2 separate regions of the Mus musculus genome follow, and region 2 is linked to region 1. Evidence: chromatin contacts called from public Hi-C data. All regions are on one chromosome and are shown on one strand. Each heading gives the region's core, a stretch centred on a gene start, on an enhancer-like site or on the middle of the called end of the contact. The rest is flanking DNA. Distances are from core to core; before and after follow the strand shown.

What was found. Hi-C and Micro-C count contacts between places; a contact is called where the count stands out from the background.
Region 2: a contact with region 1 is called in a Hi-C map of cerebellum, with 1.6 times the contacts expected there. The contact joins two enhancer-like sites. A contact is called at or near these places in 1 of 484 Hi-C or Micro-C datasets (cerebellum) and 1 of 115 datasets of contacts at active chromatin or transcription factors (pancreatic cancer cells).

The regions. Positions count from the first base shown.
Region 1 is chr2:141,433,338-141,436,202 of GRCm38.p6, reverse strand. All of the region lies in intron 5 of Macrod2 (mono-ADP ribosylhydrolase 2), which reads right to left. Among named protein-coding and RNA genes, the nearest start is that of Gm25583, 210 kb to the left of the region's middle. Within about 2 kb of position 1,387, at least 16 of the 459 cell types and tissues checked have an H3K27ac peak or open chromatin away from gene starts, as enhancers often do. A contact at or near this core is called in cerebellum, where this site is marked.
Region 2 is chr2:141,816,128-141,819,026 of GRCm38.p6, reverse strand. All of the region lies in intron 8 of Macrod2 (mono-ADP ribosylhydrolase 2), which reads right to left. Among named protein-coding and RNA genes, the nearest start is that of Gm25583, 180 kb to the right of the region's middle. Within about 2 kb of position 1,381, at least 7 of the 459 cell types and tissues checked have an H3K27ac peak or open chromatin away from gene starts, as enhancers often do. A contact at or near this core is called in cerebellum, where this site is marked.

The sequences.
Region 1 (2,865 bases), core at 138-2,637:
CTCTCTTAATTGATGCAGAGGTAAATTGTTGTGGTAGGATAGCAAATATTCTACAGAGAGGAAAAATGGCCAAGGGAGATTGTAACAACCTTGGGTTGTTTGGGATAATTCACAGCAAATGATAATTTTAGGTACAGATATATGTGTTTGTAAACTTCAATTTCTGTTATTTATATATAATATATAATTGTGTGTACTTAATTATAGTTTCTTCCTACACATATGGGTTTGTGGACCATGCTCATTCCAGAGTTTATTTTATTGAGTACTCTGCTCACACCCTTGCCCAAATTATTAAGTAAGAAAAAGTAAATTATCAGAATTGATACTTCAGTGGAAATACCTGAAAGGGAACAGTCATATGTATCTTTGAGGAGGACTGCTTTTTCCTTCCTTCCTTCCTTCCTTCCTTCCTTCCTTCCTTCCTTCCTTCCTTCCTTCCTTCCTTCCTTTCTTTCTTTTTAAATGGACAAGTGGAGTTCCCTGTTTAATTATCAAGCCATGTCACAATCTCTTGGAAACACATCCCTAGAAACTAAAAGGTAAGTGGCAAATAGGTCAAGAGATGAGCACATCCTTGTCCGGTAACTAGGGACATCCCTGCGTCCTGCAGCATTAGAAATCTCCTAAGCAATCTCCTGACTCTCTGGTTTATGAAGGTGTCCTACAAAGCTACATAGTCAGTTTCCTAACCCCTCTCCTGCTAGGTCCTGTCAGACCGTACTGTTGTCTTCAGAGCTAAGTTTTAATGCTCATCAATGCTGGTCAAATCCGTGTGATTTTTCCCCCCACAGCCGAGATAGCTCTTGCAAGCTAATCCCAAGGTAGCAGCCAGAATAGTGAGAGACATATGTTGATGGTAATGAAGCAGTTGCCTGCGTTCGCTATCTGTTTGGAAGATTAACTGTCTACCACATTGCGGTATTTAAGCATGAGACCATTTCAGATTTAGTACACATTCCCAAGCCCCCCTTTCCATCATAAAACACTGTCTAGGAAAAAAAATACAATTTACATAACTTACAACCAGAGGATTTTACTAATATAAACAATTCTGCTGCGTAACAGTTGGCACCCAAAAGACAATTTATATACTCCCAGCTCTTTCCTCCTGCCAAATCCAGGGTGACACGTTCATTGTTTCCCTCATAAAACCTGCAATTGCTTCTGTGAGAGCAAGAACAACGGCTTATTTTTTATTTCACCTTTCTAAGCATGGATGAGCAGATGGAATTCAGTGGGGCCAATCGAATACTGAGCTTTAGCCTGCCGGATTCCCAAATAGCAAAGACATTCTATTTCTCCTCGTGGAAGCTAGCGCAGTCACCAGAACTCGGTCGAGCTTCAGAGGACTTTTCAAGCACAGATGGGACATCTGCCAGTTCCTATGGTGATCAGGCTAAGATTGAGGACACGCCTAAAAAAACCACTTCCCTAGTTAAAGCCACAGGAATCAGCAGCAGCAGTTGAGTAAATGGAAATAAACAAATCCAAAGAAACCAGGACAACTGAGTTTACACTGTAGTTTTAAAAAAAACTCTAAAACTCTTCTCTATTAAGGTCTGAATGACTCACTCATGCCAGTTCATTTCCAATTCCCAAGACAATGCTTCTAATTGCTGAAAGTGATTTACGCAAATTGTGTCAAGTAACTACAACCTCAGTGGCACATTAGACATAAAACAAGCAGAGTGAGGACAAGGTTATGGCACTCCTGGTTCTGCTACGCAACAGCAGAAGTTGGGATATGGAAGGATTTCTCTTGAAGGCTCAATTATTTGAGAGAAAATGAATGATTTTATTAGAAATAAAAAAAAACTCTTTTAGTCTGATGTGAGCAAATAACCCTCCTGTAAAGATTAAGTCTTCCATAGCACAAGCAACCCAGAATATTCATTCGCTACAGCTTCTACTCTTTGAATTTTACCCTAGAGGCCCGAAGAAGAATAGCTTCAGCCTGTAATAGTCCATTACCAAACGTTTCACATGCATTAAATTCTTAGTATTTCATAAATACTGTAACTAGGAAAAAAATCATTCATGCCTTACATTTGGAAAATGGACCCTTGTGGAATATTGCCTTTTTCAACCTCCGCAAACCTAAGTTAAATATTTATAAAACAAAATATATTGAAACTATTTCAACTCTTCTGGGAGTAGAACAGACACTTAAAAAGAATCAGCCTGAACTTAGTGGTCTTATGTGCATTATAGTGAATTTGCATATTCAACAACTCTTTAGAAATATTGAAGCTGAGAGCATTTCTAAATTTTCAGCTCACACCAAAGCATAAGGATATGTATGGCCTCTAGTGAATTCTGGCATTGGCATTCTACTCTTCGATTAAATTTTCAACATAGATTAGTTTTGATATTTAATACACTTAAGGAAGAAAACCACAAATAGCTACTGCTTAGAAAACCTTAGCTGATAAACGTTATATGTCAATGGTTTAAACAGTACAGAGAGGATAAAATGAATGGAGGTATGCCCCCACTCAACTAGTTTATAGCATTCCCCAACATTATATCTGCGGGTGACTCCTTTGGAACGATTTATTGAAATAAGTACTAACTATATACATCAAAGTGCATATTTGGTATCCTAACTTTAAAATTATATTCATACATATTTGAACCATTTCTCTTTCAACTAAAATGGTAACTGTTACTTTGAAAGGGCTTTCAGGAGCTAGTAGAATGGTTCAGTGGATAAAATCTAATGAAATGAGTTTGATGCACAGGACTATTAAAGGTAGAGACAAAGAACCAACTTTTGGGGTTTTCACTGACATCTAATATACGTAAATAAAAGACAATTTTAAAAGATAAAAGGATGTTCAAATTTTTCCTCAAATGATGTTT
Region 2 (2,899 bases), core at 132-2,631, 380 kb before region 1:
CATCATACATAAGGGTGGACTTTAACAAAGGCTGATAATGGGTTATATGAATACAATACTTTGGGGTCTTGCCAAAGACCCTATCCAAGACAGGTCTTTTCTCTCCTCTTGAGAAAAAACTAACAATGAGGCTGAAGAAGCTTTTCCTCATGAAGTAAGAAGAGTGGGACAGAGCATATGGATAGCCTTACCTCCATGTCTCAGAGTTTTTGATTGACATACCTGGAGGCATGGTGGCTAACTGGCAGTGGGCTTGCTAAATTACATTATCCTAAGACATATGGGTCTTCAGGAACAAATAAGTATGGAGCACAAAACCAACCTAAAGACTAGAGTGCCCATTGCACAGATGGTGAGGTAGTGTGAGGGAGGGCATACCATCTATTTGGTTAGCTCTTGCACAGAGCAAGATATGTTAGCCCCAAATTTTGGAACATCTTGCCAAGAGATAGAAGATTCCTTAAGGCTTGGCTTTACCTCTAAAAGTAGGATTAAGAATAATAAGACAAAAGGACAAGACTGGCTTCTGACAAGCAATCTAGTACTTCTCACAATTTCAGCACAGATATTCTAAGAGTAGGAAACATTTTGTGAGATAGAAAAAAAAGAAGAAATGAAAGGAGGAAAAGAGGGAGGGAGGGAAGAATGGGGAATCCTATAATGCACAAATCATCAGAGTTATTCTTGAGTAAATGCAGCATAGCATGTCCGAAAGCCTGTGAATCAATTTCTTCAGTTATGTCACAGCTGATGAGCATCATGGCTTCCACCTACAGATCCTCTTGAACAAGTCCAAAGATACTATTTTAGAGGAGCATATGAGGTTGCTGATTCTTATTAGCATAACTCCATTCTTGCACAGGATATGAAGATGGGACTTTGTGTTCCAAACACTGATTCTAACCTTAGATACCCCCTCAAAACTATGGCTGCCATTGATACTAAAATGAAGTCATTGCCAGAAGGGAATTCTGAGGATGTCACATGCTCCTTCGAGGCCTCTGTCTACTGGCCATATGCCATGTTACAGAGAGCTGAAGGAAAGCACACTGTGTTCCTTGTAAACAACCATCTCCAGGGGCTGGGTGCATAGAATGAGAGATATAATTTTCAATCATCAATTTAAGCATCATTTCACGTTTCATTTAAGCCCCACCTTTAAGAGCCACAATGATCCTAAGGCATTTCATGTGAGTAACATAAGGCAGTTCTTACACTCTTCCTTTCCTTCCCTCCTGCCCCCCCCCATGTGATTCCAAAACAAAAGTGACAAATAATTTTTAACACTGCATATGTTCAAAGACCTCTGCCAAGAAGGGGAAAAAATAACCTTGGCACCAGAAGCTAAAGTGTCACCATTCCTTTGTGATCTGTAGTGTGGAAACTGTGTCCTTTGCCTTGTCAAATTAGCATGAGAATTGCATGCGTAGTGGCAGTGTTCAGGGGAATGATGGGAAATTTCTTCAGTCGACTTCTAATTCTGTTTCCGAAGGTGAAGAAACCTATTCAACTCTTCAATAAACCCTGGTTTAGTATTTGAATGGTGGCACAGGGAAGTGGCAGAGCCCACTATTTTCCATGTAATAAGAACCAATATCTTGGGGCTGGGAGATGACTTAGTGAGTTTGCCTTTACTGTATAATCATGAGAACCTAGATTTGGAATCTCAGTAGTCAAATATTAAAGCAGGTATTGCTGCACATGCCCATAACTCCAGTGCCAGCCATGACTGGGACAGAAGTAGGAGAGTTACTAGTGTTTGCTGACCAGGCAGCATACCCAGCAAATCCCAGGTAGACAGTGACTGAAGAGGACACTTGATGTTCCCCTCTGGCTTGCATACTCCTTAAACATGCTTATCACACACACACACACACACACACACACAGAGAGAGAGAGAGAGAGAGAGAGAGAGAGAGAGAGAGAGAGAGAGAGAGAGAGAGAGACGCCACAATATAGGTAACATCAGATAAGGTCTAAAACCTTAGATAGAAAATGAGAGCTAGAGCCAGATATGCCCCAGGCTGATACTCTGCCTCTATAGAGTATCATAGCTCATCAAGCCACATCTGTAGGTATGCTACTTAAAGTGACAAAGAGGAAAATCACAGGTGTTGCACTTCTCTCACAAGGCACAGAGTAAACAATTGAAATGACATAGAGATGGTACTTAACATTTTCAATAACAATCTGTTTGTGTAAGATACATAGTTAAAAAATACTTGTCTGGCAGAGCCTCCAAAATGTGTACGTGATGCAACAAAGCTTCTACCTTCCTTCAGCACAGAGGAAAACCAACTTCGAGTTTGAAAAGACAGAGTGGAGTGTCTTCTGTGTCATTCAGCTTCAGCTTCAGCTTCAGCTTCAAGGTACCCACTAAGTAAAGCAAAGGATTCCTCCAGTGACTCCTTCAGTCCAGAATAGGGTCTTGGTTTGCAGGGGGAGAGGTAGCATTATGAGGAAGAACATCAAAAGAAATCTCCATGGAGTAGTTAAAGAAAGGTTCCACACCCCACAGTCTGCATATATGAACAGATGGTTGGCCTCAGGTGAAGCACGGCTTCCTAGCCAGAAGATTGCACACGACCATGGCTTTAACAAGAGCTTTCTAGACTGCTAAGCATTTGCCTCTCTGCTGCTTTATAGTTGATGGAGGTTCAGTTTCCCTCTCCACTGTGCAATTGAGACCTGATTAGAACTCCAAGATGTCCATGTATGAGTTCTCCGGCAAAGCTAGTGGTCTATCTCAGACTATATCGTTCATGCCTTATCTCCTAGGAAGATTTTCTTGAGGAGTTAACAAGTCCTCTACATGCTACAAAATGCATGCTCCCTTAGGGAATTCGAAATATTGAATGTGACCCTGATAAATTGGAAAAAACTCATAACATCAGGCCCT